Linked DNA regions of Macaca mulatta: region 2 is linked to region 1. The links are chromatin contacts, called in public Hi-C maps. All regions are on one chromosome and are shown on one strand. The core of a region is the stretch at or near the end of the contact, and the rest is flanking DNA. Distances in the headings are between cores, read along the strand shown. Region 1 holds the start of SLC39A11 (solute carrier family 39 member 11). Region 2 holds the start of VCF1 (VCP nuclear cofactor family member 1).

Region 1 (7,520 bases), core at 3,447-5,946:
TTTGAGACCAGCCTGGCCAAAATGGTAAAACCCTGTCACTACTAAAAATACAAAAAAATTAGCCAGATGTGGTAGTGCACGCCAGTAGTCCCAGATACTCGGGAGGATGAGGCACAAGAATCGCTTGAGCTCGGGATGAGAAGGCTGCAGTGAGCTGAGGTCATGCCAATGTTCTCCAGCCTGGGTGACAGAGTGAGACTCCGTCTCAAAAAGAAAAAAAAAAAAAAAAAAAGTGTGCCGATGGGTCTACAGAAACGAAAATGTCAGAATATATCCGCTGTGTTGAAAGACAGCCCTCCACCATGTAGATGCTTGGCTACCAGGCATGGCCACCCCATGTGTCATCTGCCCCTGAATCACTGGATAGCCACTCCAGCTTGGGTGCCCAAACCGACTGCAGAGACCCACCCATAGGCAGAGATCAGGAAGCAGTATGGGTACCAACCGAATGGTGCCCAGAAGTGTTTGAGCCGTCTGTCTCTTCATATTCTGAAATTTTCTCTGAAGCCAATAATGTGACAATGTAGAAAGATCAAGGACTTCCAGAGCCAGGGGATCTGAAGACAGGCACCTGTGTGATCTCGGGCAGGTTGCTTGACCCTAAAGGTCATCACACAACACACGTGTACTCATCCCTAAACCAGAACTAAACTACAGCAATAAGGCGAAAAGGCGCCTCTTTCACTCAGGCACCTCTTCATACCCTGAGAAAAAAGGCTCTAGGTTCTCATCTCTGTCTTGCTGTCCCCAGCACAGTGCCTCGTCTGGCTGTGGAAGCTGAGTTCTTTGCCCCCGATCCGTGGTTTGGATGGTCCCAGTGGACATGCGGAAGCCAGAGGAAGGGGGTGGTGCTGTCCCAGGAGGCACAGGACAAGGAAAGGAGCCATGGAGAGGAAAAAGGTAAAGACACATTTCCTCCACGAGCAGGAGCTTTTCCAGTGACCAGGCAGTCAGGTGACAGCTTCTGGCAGTGCTCAGTTCTACAGGCAGAGGAACAACAGCGGCATCTTCAGGCCAGTCAGATGAACTTGGCCAGGGAAATACAGAGGAAAGGCAGGGAACACCCTGATTTCAAAACACACACTGGACTGGGTGCGGTAGCTCACACCTGTAACATCAGGGCTTTGGGAGGCTGAGGTGGGAGGATCCCTTGAGCCCAGGAATTCGAGACCAGCCTGGGCAACACAGTAAGGCCCTGTCTTTACACAAAAATTAAAAAATTAGCCGGTCATGGTGATGTACACCTGTAATCCCAGCTACTAGGGAGGCAGAGGTGGGAGGATCGCTTGAGCCCAAGAGGTGGAAGCTTCAGTAAGCCGTGACTGCACCTGCACCTGCACTCCAGCCTGGGCAACAGTGAGACCCTGTCTCAAAACACACACACACACACTGCAGAGCTGAAAGCTGGCCAGTATGTCTTTTCTCTACCTGAGCCTACAGGTATTGTGCACAAGCACAAGAGCCATCCCATACAAAGCCCCGGGCCCCCACACTATCCCTGATATGTTGACATTTCTCCCCTTGCTGTAGGAAAAGCTTCAACCGAACTCCTATGGAGCTGGAACCTCAGTGCAGTGTATATCAGTTAGGGCTAGGGCAAACCAGGGAAACCGATTTTACCTTTCAAAGAAACAAAATTGATCAGTAAAACATTGGACAGCTCATAGAATCTCTGGGAAAGATGGGGAGGCAGGCTCAGGGGACAGGCAGGCAGGCAGGAAGGGAAACAGAACATTTAGAACTCAGCCGAGCACACTACAGGGTGATTCTGCCAAGGACATCATTGTGGGTGCCCACGGCTGCCCCAGCACCACCACCAACATTAGCAGCTGGGAGTTGCACCTGGGTTCACTGCCCTTGCTGTCCTTAGGGAGTGGATGTTGCTGGTGATACCTGTGCCACCACCAAAATGCAATCGCCCCTATCGCCTGCGATTTTCTGTGTGTGTGTGTGTGAGACAGGGTCTCCTTCTGTTGCCTAGGCTGGAATGCATGGCCCAATCATGGCTCACTGCTGCAGACCTCCACAGGCTCAAGTGATCCTCTTGCCAAGTGGCTGGGACTACAGGCCTACAGGCCCACACCACTACACCCTGCTAATTTTTTCTTTTTTTTGAGACAGAGTCTCCCTCTGTCGCTCAGGCTAGAGTGCAGTAGCTTGATCTAGGCTCACTGCAACCTCTGTCTCCCAAATTCAAGTGATTCTCCTGCCTCAGTCTCTCATCTGCTGCCTCAGCCTCCCGAGTAGCTGGGATTACAGCTGTGTGCCACCACGCCCGGCTAATTTTTGTATTTTTAGTAGAGACAGAGTTTCACCATATTGGCCAGGCTGGTGTCGAACTCCTGATTTAAAGTGATCCGCCTGCCTTGGCCTCCCAAAGTGCTGGGATTACAGGCATGAGCCACCTGGTGCGCGGCCCTTTTTTTTTTTTTTTGTATTTTTTTGAAAAGACGGGGTTTGGCCATGTTGCCCAGGCTGGTCTTGAACTCCTGGGCTCAAGGGATCCACAGGCCTTGGGCTCCCAAAGTGCTGGGATTACAGGCGTGAGCCGCCGCACCCAGCGGTCACCTGCTTAACATCACTAACTCTTCGCCCAAGTCCTAGGCACTTGTGCCTGATGTGCCAGTTCCAGGCCGCAGGCTTGCACCGTAGCTATAAAGAGTCCCAGAAAAAAGATCTTGCTAGACAGCGATGAATTCCCCAAACACAGAAAGGAGATACTGCGGATGCTCATCAGCCGAATACCAGTGAGTGTCCCTTGCAGAATGGGATTAGAGACTGCAAACTGCAGGCCCGCCAACAGAGGGTGCTCTGTGGGAAATTACGTGAAAATGTAGAAAAGAGCGCGAGCCAGGAATTTAAAAATCGAGGTCCAAATACTGACTGGGTCACCTATTAGCTACGTAATTTGGGCAGGCAAACAAGCTTTTCTGTTTTTCTTTTCCTTCATAAATAGACTAGGAATATGATTCCTACCTACCTGGCATGGCGGATGTGCCCAGAAAATAAGATAATCTCGTGGACAGGCTTTGAAAACTGCACTTTTACTGAGTAAAACCCTTTGCCTCTCCGGGCCCCCGTTTCCCCATCTGCAAAGTGAGAATGATACTCCCTATGCTGCAAGGCTCTTGCGGGGTAAACTCGAATATTATAAACGCACCATTTATTTGCAGATTGAAACTCTGTGCGTCCGGAGGTGGCGGGTGGGAGAGGGAACGAGCAGGGATGCACGCGAGGCCCGGAGTTGCTGGGGCCTCAGCCTGGCCGCTGCGCACATTTCATCGTTTTGTCGACACTGGTGTAGGTGAAATCTTCCAAAATAAATAAATAAATAAATAAATAAGAAGGGTCTGGGACTTAGCAGAAACAAGCCACAATCTCCAGATTCTACTATTCCTGGGCCACGTGAGGAGCGCCCACCCGTCGGGCGCTGCGTTCCCCAGGGAGTCCCGGCCTTTCGCGCCCGGCCCGCCGTCCTCCTCCGTGGCCACCAAGGTCAGGCTCTCGCAGGGAAAACGTCTTCAGGGGCTAAACGTCGATTTTAAACGAAATGGAAAACCCCCAACACGAATCAACAGCAGAGGAAAAGCAGACGCCAAACAAGGGCTCAGAACCCCTTCAGGGGCGGCGAGATAGCGCTTCCCCCGGAACAGCGAGGGGCGCGGATGTCCCTCTTCCTAAAACTGCACGCGGAGTACGATCCGAGACCGAGCGGCTGCGAGCGCGCCCGAGTCTGCTCGCGGGCGCCAGGCGCGTGAAGAGCAGCGGCTGCGGCTGCGCCAATGCCGTCAGTCCGCGGGGCCGGATCCCGACCCTTAACTCCACAGAGGAGCTCTGCTCCTAAGGGAAACGAAAGACCTCAGGCCCAGGAAAGCAGCCAAGCTGGCGACCTCACCTCTCTGGCGACCTCACCTCCCCTCCAGCTTCCTTTAAGAAAACCCCGCGCAGGCCCGGCCCCACCCCTCGTCTGCCCCGCCCCGCCCCCTCGGGAAGCAAACATGGCCCCCGGCGGGGCGGAAGCGCTTCCGCCCCCAACCAAGATGGCGGCGGGGGCGGGACTAAAAAGGAGTAAGTGGCTCGCCGGGGGCTGACGAGTGCACCATGGCGGCCGCTGCCACCTCACCCGCGCTGAAGCGGCTGGATCTGCGCGACCCTGCGGCTCTTTTCGAGACGCATGGAGCGGAGGAGATCCGCGGGCTGGAGCGTCAGGTTCGGGCCGAGATCGAGCACAAGAAGGAGGAGCTGCGGCAGATGGTGGGCGAACGGTACCGCGACCTGATCGAGGCGGCCGACACCATCGGCCAGATGCGCCGCTGCGCCGTGGGGCTGGTGGACGCCGTGAAAGCCACGGACCAGTACTGCGCCCGCCTCCGCCAGGCCGGCTCGGCCGCACCCCGGCCACCGCGGGCCCCGCAGGTCAGTCCCCGTGTCCCCACCCTGCGGCCCCGCAGGCGGGTCCCGGAGCCCCTGGCCTTGCAGGTCAACCCCGCCCCCCGCCGGTCAGTTCCAGACCCCGCGAGTCCTCACCTTCCTTAGCCAGGAGGAGCTTACCCGCCCCTCACCCTTTAGGCCCCCGTCAGGGGACAATGCCAACCTTCCTTGCACAGATGCGGCTGCTGATCCGTTCTGGAAATGCCATTCAACAGTTTCTTCAGGCGCTTTCCCCCGATTCCGGGCCTTGATTCCCACGCCTCACTGGGCTCCTTTCAATTTCAGCGGAAAACGCCAGGGGTCTCTGTCTTGACGGTTCAGCTCTCCCCTATATAACATGTCCTAACATTGTTTTTCTCAGATTTCTCCCCTGTGTTGACACCTGCCTTCCAAGTCATTTCTTCCTCTTCCCAACCTTCCACTTATCCCCCCACAAAAGTAACTTCCACAGTCCCAAATAGCTCTTCCACCCTTTGGGAGTTGTTGAGGGTAGTACCAACCGTCAAGCCCTTACCTTTACGTATGTATGTGACTGGGTCTCCCAAAGTGCTGGGATTACAGTTACGAGCCACCACACCCGGCCCTTACCTTTTAATAGCTGAACATTTTCATTTTAAGAATTAAGGCTTTTTTCATTCAGGTAATCCTTATCCCGTGTTCTTACCCGCAAACGCTATTGATCAGATACGATGAGGAAGGATGGGAGGTAAACAAACACCTCCTCATATTGGAACTGCCGCTTGCATTCCTGAAGACTATTTATTTATTTATTTATTTATTTATTTTTGAGACAGTCTCTCTCTGTCGCCCAGGCTGGAGTGCAGTGGTGCGATCTCAGCTCACTGCAACCTCTGCTTTCTGGGTTCAAGCGACTCTCCTGCCTCAGCCACCAGCGTAGCTGGGATTACAGGCACCTGCCACCACGCCTGACTAATTGTTGTATTTTCAGTAGAGACGGGGTTTCACTGTGTTGGCCAGGCTGGTCTCCAACACCTGACCTCATATGATCCACCTGCCTCGGCCTCCCACAGTGCTGGGATTACAGGCGCGAGAGCCACCGCACCCGGCCCCTTAAAGAATATAGACCTAGCAATGAACGAAGTGAAAGGGCATGGAAGGTGAAAAAGGTAAACGGGGAAGTTGTTTTTAACAACCTGGGAGAACTTACTGGGACATAGAAGAAGAAATTGAAAAGTACAGTCCCAAAATAATTGTGTGTATTTACCCTAGGAGTTCTGAAGGAAGTCAGTTTAGACTTGGGTCATTCTTAGTAAGGAGGGACCTTAAGGGCATGATGAGATTTGGAATTTAGGTTTCTTAGTCCATTTGTGCTGCTATAACAAAATACCTGAGATTGGGCAATTTATAATACAAGTATATTTTTTGCAGTTCTGGGTCTAAGATCAAGGCACTGGCCTTTGATGTCTGGTGAGGGCCTTCTTGCTGCATCCTCATGTGGGGGAAGGTAGAAGAGCCTAAAAGTTGCCTCCAGCCCTTTTATGAGGCACTAATCCATTTGCTGTGGTTTGGATTTGTGTCCCGCCCACATCTCATGTTGAATTATAATCCCCAGTGTTGGAGGTGGGGCCTGGTAGGAGGTGGTTGGATCATGGGGAGGGATTTCCCTCTTTGGTCCTGTCTCATGATAGAGTTCTCATGAGATCTAGTTGCTTGACAGTGTATGGCACATCCTCCCACCTTCTTCCTGCTCGGGCCACATAAGACGTGCCTGCTTTCCCTTCTGCCATGATCATAAGTTTCCTTAGGCCTCCCTAGCCGTGCTTCCTGTACAGCCTGTGGAACCGAGGGCCAACTAAACTCCTTTTCTTTATAAATTACCCAGTCTTGGGTTCCTTCCTCCCTCCCTTCCTCCTTTCCTTCCTTCCTTCCTTTGACAGAGTCTCGCTCTGTTGCCCAGGCTGGGGTGCAATTGCGCATTCTCGGCTCAACTGCAGCCTCTGCCTCCCAGGTTCAAGCAATTCTCCTGCCTCAGCTTCCCAAGTAGCTGGGATTACAGGTGTGCACCACTATACCCAGCTAATTTTTGTATTTTTAGTGGAGACAGGGTTTCACCATGTTGGCCAGGCTGGTCTCAAACTCCTAACCTCAAGTGGTCTGCCCACCTCGGCCTCCCAAAGTGCTGGGATTACAGGCGTGAGCCACCACGCCTGGCCTCAGGTATTTCTTTATAGCAGTGTGAGAATGGACTAATACGCTGTTCATGAGGGGGTTGAGGGAGAGAAAATCCTGAAGTAAGGATAGACTGAGATGAGTAGAGGCCTAAAGACTGAACCAGATGGTGGCTTGGTGCAGTCAGTACCTTCCTTGGTGAAGAGGAACAGTCAGCAAAGAAGACCATGGTGCCCCCCAAAAAACAGAAGAAAAAGTAGGAAGGCTGAACATCAGAAAAGGATGGAGAAAGCTCACATGAGAAGTAGTCCACAGGGCTTCATGCCATCGAAGCATCAAGAGGATCACTGATAACCAGATGGTGAGATGAAAGTTTACCTCTCCATGGGGCTGAGCGGAAATGCATCCGTGTGTAGGAAAAACTATGGGATCTTACAACACTCCTGACTCCGGCAACTCTTCTACACTGGGCTTTGATGACTTGCTGAGTTGCACTGAATCCAGCTTAATAGAAGTTTTGTATCCTTAAATACCCCCAGATTTCTTCCCAAGCCTACAGAACACTGAGATTGTTTTTGTTCGTTCTTCTGGTTTAGTTCTGTGCCTTCCCCTGCAGCCACAGCAGCCATCCCAGGAGAAGTTCTACAGCATGGCTGCCCAGATCAAGCTACTCTTAGAAATTCCTGAGAAGATCTGGAGCTCGATGGAAGCCTCTCAGTATCTCCATGCCACACAGCTCTACCTGCTGTGCTGCCACCTTCACAACCTGCTCCAGCTGGATTCTTCTAGTTCCCGATACAGTCCCATCCTCTCCCGGTTTCCTATACTCATCCGGCAGGTGGCAGCTGCCAGCCACTTCCGGTAAGTGGATCCAGCGTAAAGAGCTTCTCTGGTGGTGGCCAAGATTCACACTACAGGTTTATGGAGTTTGTCTTCTTTCCTGATGTACCAAAGCTCTT
Region 2 (7,520 bases), core at 2,893-5,392, 38 kb after region 1:
GAATAATAAAGAGTGTGTGGTTCTGATAAAGCTTCAACCATCCTGCACTGGGCTATGTAATTTACCTCATTCTAAGACATCATTTCTGCTCCCTACCTTTCTCTTAGGAGATCAGATCTTAGCTGCACATTACTCTGAAGTAGATGGAGGTTAAAAAAAAAAAGATGAATACCAGGTTTTAATAATCACTAAACAGATGTGCTTTTATCATAAATTTGAATCAAGAAACTGCTAATTTCATCCTAATATGATCAGAGAATTTGCGTGGGAGTGTTCTGCAGAGGCAAAGCAACGTCCGCTGGGAGGCCAGTTGACACCCAAAGAGAAACTCATCGAATAAGTAGCAGCTGCTGGTCCTCACACACTCATTTTATCAGCGTGCCAACAGCTGATTGGGCTTTGGGCTGCTGAGTCACTCTAACCAAACTTATGAGCCTGATCAAAATTTGCTATCTCCTCATTTATAATGGGGGATAGATCTTTCCAGGGACAAGACTATGAAGGTCAAGGAGGTTGCATGGCAGAGGAAGTGTAAGAACAAAAAAAAGATGAGACTGTTTTGTGGATTTCAACTAATCTCCGGGACAGTCACATGAAATATCCCTGCCTCATAAATCACTTGATCTCGCAAAGTACCAGAATAATCTCTTTGGCCTGTTGGTGGCCTTCTCCTTTGGATGGTACCAGATTAAGAAAGAGTTCTACCTGTTCTTTATTTGCCTTTTTCTAGGCTCTTAGCAGATCTCATCCTTGAAACATTCTGCTTTCGATAATGATGTTAACAACTGGCAAGATTACAGCTTCATGCTCATCCCTATCGGTTCAATCAATCAGATTACAGTTTTTGGCATTAATGCCACAGACCAGGTTATAATTTTAGCAGGTACCCCTATAACTGATTATATTCTCCCCTAACCATCTAGGTGCAGATTACCAGTTAGCATCTGCTACTTCTAACGATGGCTGATTCCATCACATTGCATCATTTCATTTCTCTCCAACCTTCCTGTCATCTCCTAGAGACTGGGCATAGAAATAATCTTAAGAGTATGAGCTGGGGCCGGGCGCGGTGGCTCACGCCTGTAATCCCAGCACTTTGGGAGGCCGAGGCGGGCGGATCACAAGGTCAGGAGATTGAGACCACGGTGAAACCCCGTCTCTACTAAAAATTACAAAAAATTAGCCGGGCGCGGTTGTGGGCGCCTGTAGTCCCAGCTACTCGGGAGGCTGAGGCAGGAGAATGGCGTGAACTTGGGAGGCGGAGCTTGCAGTGAGCCGAGATCGCGCCACTGCACTCCAGCCTGGGCTGGGCGACAGAGCGAGACTCCGTCTCAAAAAAAAAAAAAAAAAGAGTATGAGCTGGGCACAGTGACCGACACCTGTAATCCCAGCACTTTGGGAGGCCGAGGCAGGCAGATCACTTGAGGTCAGGAGTTCGAAACCAGCCTGGCCCACATGGTGAAACCCGTCTCTACTAAAAATACAAAACAGCAGGGCGTGGTGGCTCGTGCCTGTAATCCCAGCTACTTGGGAGGCTGAGGCAGGAGAACTGCTTCAACCCAGGAGGTGGAGGTTGCAGTGAGCCGAGGTTGCACCACTGCACTCCAGCCTCGCCAACACAGCAAGACTCCGTCTCAAAACAAACAAACAAAAACAGTATGGAAACTAGTGGTTTTCAAACTTTATTTTTAAAAGTGACAGAACTCTTTCTTTCTTACTGTAGAAAAATACTCTCTATATAAGAGATAAAGGATTTGTTGAAGCAGGGACTCCCAGTCTGGTGAGGTGGCTCACATTTGTAATCCCAGCACTTTGGGAGGCCAAGATGGGTGGATTCCTTGAGCCCAGGAGTTCAAGACCAGCCTGGGCAGTATGGTGAAACCCCATCTCTACCAAAAATACAAAGGTTAGCTGGGTGTGATAGCTCACATCTGTGGTCCAGTTACTCAGGAGGCTGACATGGGAGCATTACCTGAGCCTGGGAGGTTGAGGCTGCAGTGAGGCATGACGGGGCCACTGCACTCCAGCCTGGTCGACAGAGTGAGACTCTGTCAATCAATCAATCAGTCAATCAATCAACCAATCAATCAATAAGCAGGGACTCCCTCACCACACACCCACCTCTCTGCGGCTATCCAATCTATTGTGTGACAGCCTGAAAAACCATCTTTTTTTTTTTTTTTTTGAGATGAAGTTTCGCTTTTGTTGCCCAGGTTGGAGTGCAATGATCTCGGCTCACCGCAACCTCCGCCTTCCGGGTTCAAGCGATTCCGCCTTAGCCTCCCAAGTAACTGGGATTAAGGCGCCCGCTAACAGGCCCGACTAATTTTTTTGAATTTTTAGTAGAGACGGAGTTTCACCATGTTGGCCAGGGTGATCTCGAACTCCTGACCTCAGGTGATCCACCGGCCTCGGCCTCCCAAAGTGCTGGGATCACAGGCCTGAGCCACCGCGCCCAGCCGAAAAACCACCATCTTAGACCGTCCTAGAGCTGGCAGAGCTGGCCCATCATACTCCATTAAACACTGGCAAGAAAAGCCTGTCCAAATCAAATAACTTATTTAAAACATGTTGAGATTATTTGTGTACTTGATAAAAGGAATCTACTACCAGTATAAATGCATTCAGATTAGTTGTGTACAGTCGAATTTTTATTTGTAGGAAATATTTCGATTTTTCTTCAGATATGTGAGACACCCCAAGAGAATATCGTAAGTATAAACTGGGTTTGGGGAAGAATAACATGGCAGTCGGGTCAGTATCTAAAGCTATATCTAAAGCTCTTGTTCCTAATTCCGATAGCATGTCTGTAATTGGGCCCCCAATTTCAAATTTAGTCCACTCTTCTTTTCTATACAACGAGAGGCTTTATGCTCCACTTGCTACATGACCCAAATCAATAATCCCATGCAGCAGCTTGGGGAACCCGAGGTTTCCACCATGGGACCAAATAAACTCAGGATACTTCTGAGAACTTCAATCCCGTGAAATAACTATTTCAGAGAAGGATCCTTGTGGAAAGACCGGAACATGAAGAGCATTCTGAGGTAACCCTTCCCAACTTTCTCCTCCACACATTCTTGCAGAGGAAATTAAGAGGGAGAAAAAAATTAAGAAATCCCAACTTAGTCGGGACTCTAGGAGTACATGTCAAGCATAGAACTCCTAATTTAAGGGCCAGGCTCCCTTGGGAAGGTAGCGAGTGCATCGCGACAAAATCCTACCTCCCGCCTTCGGAATCAAACGGCCCCGCATCCAAACAGTTTAGAATCCAGCTTGTTCTTAATGCTACAGTCAAGAGAGGATCCATAACCCGCCTTGGTCATCTGCCCTTCTGTGTTCACAACCGTTCATAGCACAAGTTCTTCGGTCTAACCTAATCTTTCCCTGCTGCGGGGTTAAGCCCAACCTTTCTTTCTGACCTTGGGGAGCCGGCAGCTCCCCGCCCGGTGCCCTCACAAAAGCCTGAGGGGGCCCCCTCTCCAAGATGAGACGTTTCTCCCATCCCCCCACCCTCCTAAATTTAGGACAGGGAAGCTTTAGGGCCACTGTCTCTCTTCCGGGACCGATCACACTTCGTTCCAAATAGGAAACGATAGGGGAGTAAAAAGATGGAGGGGCGGGAGACCTGGACCCCGGAGAGTCACCTTCCAGCTACCCACAGGAACCAAGCATCCGATCACTCGCGCATCCCTCTCCCCTACTCCCCCGGCCCTCAGTGGACCCCACAGGGAGCCCCGCCGGGTCCACACTTGCTCCGACCCCCATTTCGCGCGCCCCCTCGGCTCCATCTCCCAAATCCTCAGGCGACGAGTGGAAAGGGGGTCCCTTCCCTCTCACCTGGGACGGAGGCGCTCGCTCATGGCAGCTGGCGGAGGGAAGCTACGCTGCGCCGCTCCGCGAGAAGAGGGAACAGAGGGGGTTGTGTTTCGGCGGCCGCCACGCCCACCCCCTCGGGCCTTAGCTCTCGCAGCCGCTCGGGTGGACGCAGCCGGTGGCGAGTACCCCTCAGTCGGACCCGTACCACCGCTACTTCCGGCGTCTGCTCCGCGCCCCCCCATGTCGCTGCCGCCGTGGTACCGCCCTCTCGCGGCTGCGCAGTGGCACGATCCCAACCGCGCCGACCGGTAACCCCGCCCACGGGAAGAGGCGGGCTCGGAGGGGGAGGAGCGACTAGGAGCTTCTGGGAGAAAGGACCTCCCCTGGGGTGGCGGAAGCACTCGCCTGTTCACAGCCAACGGAGGGTACGGTATGAAAGTCAAGCCAGGTTTCAAATAAACTCAATTATGTCATAATAATATCATACAAGTATTTGAGTTGAATCCGTGTGAGGTAACATTTTTAAAAATAGGCGGACCTATCCGGCAGTGGTGCAGACAGCCTGACGCGGTTTCCTGGCCGGGGGTTGGGCAGGCGCTTGGGGGGCTTCCCTGGGGGGGCTTCCCGCCGAGGCCGCCTGGGCTTTCGGGTCTTCCGAGGTGAGGACGGTCCTGTGAGGTGAGCTTCCAAGGGCGGGGTTGTGTTCCGCGACCCACGTTCTAGGTCTGGGGAAGACTGTCCTGAGCGGAGAGGGGAGGGAATCGGGTGCCGGCGGAGGGTCTTCCTGGAACCGCAGGAGGAACCCCTCGGTGGGGCTGCGGGAACGCCGGTGCCTGACCCAGAATCTGCCAGGCCGACCCCATCCACTTCGCTGGCAGAATCAGAACAGCTTTCAGGGAAAGGAAGGGTGCGGGGAGGTGGGCAGGCTGGTAACGCGGCCGGAGGAGGGAAAGGTGGCTGAGGAGCGCCGGAGGTGAGGGCGAGGATTAGTGGAACTGTTGAGGTCCTCCTTGAGCCCAGAGGCTTGGGAGGTCTTAACTCTCTGCTTTCCGGAACCTGTTTGTTTTTGATTCAGTACCGTGCCGCATTTACTCACTGCGCGTGCTGCCAAGTCACCTGTCTCATCGTGTCTTACACAGGCTGACATTCACGTTTCATTCTGCCACACTCGGGAACGGTGATCGGGGAAGAATGGGGATCCGGGAGAAGCACCCGCAAAACTAGCATCCTCCTAGAGGAGCTCGAGTAAGTAAACAGCCACATATAGACGTTACCCTGGGAATGTACCGAGATGTTTCAAGTAGGATTGAGTGTGAGGTGGAGTGGAGGCAGAAACGTCTAGCAGGTGTCATGCCCTTTCTAACGTTATTAGCCGAAGGTCCATGGACTGGCTTCATTTGTGTGTATTTTTGTAAATAAACAGTCTGTGGCTTTCATCCTGTTAGTGTGTACCTCCAAACAAAGAAAGACTGATGGCTCACGCCTGTAATCCCAGCAAGCCGGGCGCGGTGGCTCACGCCTGTAATCCCAGCACTTTGGGAGACCGAGGCGGGTAGATCACCTGAGGTCAGGAGTTCGAGACCAGCCTGGCCAACATGGTGAAACCCCGTCTCTACTAAAAATACTAAAATTAGCTGGGCGTGGTGGCCCAGGCCCGTAATCCCAGTAATCCTAGCCACTGGGGAGGCTGAGGTTGCAGTGAGCCGAGATCGTGCCACTGCACTCCAGCTTGAGTGACAGAGCGAGACTCCATCTCAAAAAAAAAAGACCGAACAACAACAAAGTAAGAATGATTACTGTAATCTGTTGGCAGAAAACAGTTTTGTTTTGAATGACTTCGTACAGGATAAGGTGAGTTGGTTGCTTTAATGAATGGGTTGGTCAAAATTGTGTCTGTTTTGTGAATGGTTTCAGTCACCTTTTTTAATCTCGTTGGTGGTCAGAGATATTACCAGTTGTAGTACTGAATAATATTTAATCATTTATATCTAAAGAATTAGTGAGCAAATATTGTATGCCAGGCTCAGTGCTAGCTGTGTGCAGGATAGATAGGTTTCTTGCCCTCTGGAACTTTATAGAAAGAACAAGAGATGTAGAAAGGAAATAACTTTCAACTAAACATTGGAATTAAACATTTTCTTTTCTGGACTCTAAAGAGTAACAGGTACAAATATACATGGTATAAATGTTTTTTAAAATTTTTTACATGGTATATATTTAACAAAGATGTCAAACTAATTTGCCAGTAATCTGTTGTACTAGAAACTATTAGTAGGCCAGGCGTGGTGGCTCACACCTGTAATCCCAGTACTTTGGGAAGCCAGGGCGGGCGGATCACAAAGTCAGGACATCAAGACCATCCTGGCCAACATGGTGAAACCCCGTCTCTACTAAAAATACAAAAATTAGCTGGGCGTAGTGGCGTGTGCCTATAGTCCCAGCTACTCGGGAGGCTGAGGCAGGACAATCACTTGAACCCGGGAAATGGAGGTTTCAGTGAGCCAAGACTGCACTCCAGCTTGGTGACAGAGTGAGACTCCATCTCAAATATAGGTGAAAAATAGGACTGTGTTCTTACCATGTATATATTTGTACATTATACATACATTTTGTGTATATCCGTGTGTGTGTATATATATGCATATTACTAACTAAATGTTAGTAGAGCTTCATTTCTCATTCTTAGATTGTGGGAATTCTAATATTTTCTAATATTTTCTTCTTGCACCCTAATGGATATTCCATATATCACTTTGGAAACCTGTGCTGTAATCAGTAACCTTTGGCCGGGTGCAGGCGTGGTAGCTCACGCGTGTAATCCCAGCACTTTAGGAGGCCGAGGCGGGTGGATTGCCAGAGCTCAGGAGTTCAAGACCAGTCTGGGCAACACGGACACAGTGAAACCCCGTCTTTACTAAAATACAAAAAATTAGCCAGGCGTGGTAGCATGCCCCTGTAGTCCCAACTACTTGGGAGGCTGAGATAAGAGAATTGCTTGATGCTGGGAGGCAGAGTTTGCAGTGAGCAGATATTGTGCCACTGCACTCCAGTCTGGGTGACAGAACGAGACTCTGTCTCCAAAATAAATAAATAAATAACCTTTGGTTCCTGGCCTAAGTTTTTTATTCTTTACCATTCTGTCCTTGAATAACATGTTTATGGGTTTTTAAACAATTTTTTATCCTCATGTAATGACTAGTTGACTTGCTGTAACCTTAAGTAGCAAACATCTAGCTTGTTCCAAATGAATTTAAAAGATACAACACATAAGTAAAATATTGATGTTTACAAACTATGTGCTTCTCATAATCTCACATTTACATTTTTCAGGAATAGGATGAGTGATAATCCACCCAGAATGGAAGTGTGTCCTTATTGTAAGAAGCCATTTAAACGATTAAAATCTCACTTGCCATACTGTAAGATGATAGGATCAACCATACCTACTGATCAAAAAGTTCATCAGTCCAAGCCAGCTACACTCCCACGTGCTAAAAAAATGAAAGGGCCAATCAAAGATTTAATTAAAGCTAAAGGGAAAGAGTTAGAGACAGAGAATGAAGAAAGAAATTCTAAGTTGATGATGGACAAACCAGAACAGACAGTGAAGACCTTTCCACTACCAGCTGTTGGTTTGGAAAGAGCAACTACTACAAAGGCAGATAAAGACATCAAGAATCCAACCCAACCGTCCTTCAAAA

What was found. Hi-C and Micro-C count contacts between places; a contact is called where the count stands out from the background.
Region 2: a Hi-C map of cortical neurons shows a contact between it and region 1, with 4 times the contacts expected there. The contact joins the promoter of VCF1 here to the promoter of SLC39A11 in region 1. A contact is called at or near these places in 4 of 14 Hi-C or Micro-C datasets (CD4 T cells, blood, cortical neurons and 1 more).

What each region holds. Positions count from the first base shown.
Region 1 is chr16:82,846,324-82,853,843 of T2T-MMU8v2.0, forward strand. It overlaps SLC39A11 (solute carrier family 39 member 11), which reads right to left and starts at 4,697. Exons shown (of 10, transcript XM_077972623.1): 1 at 4,528-4,697. COG1 (component of oligomeric golgi complex 1) reads left to right here and starts at 4,086. Exons shown (of 16, transcript NM_001266362.1): 1 at 4,086-4,416; 2 at 7,178-7,422. The coding sequence starts at 4,102. It also overlaps the pseudogene LOC697782.
Region 2 is chr16:82,884,410-82,891,929 of T2T-MMU8v2.0, forward strand. It overlaps VCF1 (VCP nuclear cofactor family member 1), which reads right to left and starts at 4,143. Exons shown (of 4, transcript NM_001193796.3): 1 at 3,841-4,143. The coding sequence starts at 4,061. COG1 (component of oligomeric golgi complex 1) reads left to right here. Exons shown (of 16, transcript NM_001266362.1): 16 at 3,840-3,978. It overlaps MTNAP1 (mitochondrial nucleoid associated protein 1), which reads left to right and starts at 4,121. Exons shown (of 5, transcript XM_002800584.4): 1 at 4,121-4,244; 2 at 4,959-5,064; 3 at 7,150-7,520. The coding sequence starts at 7,157.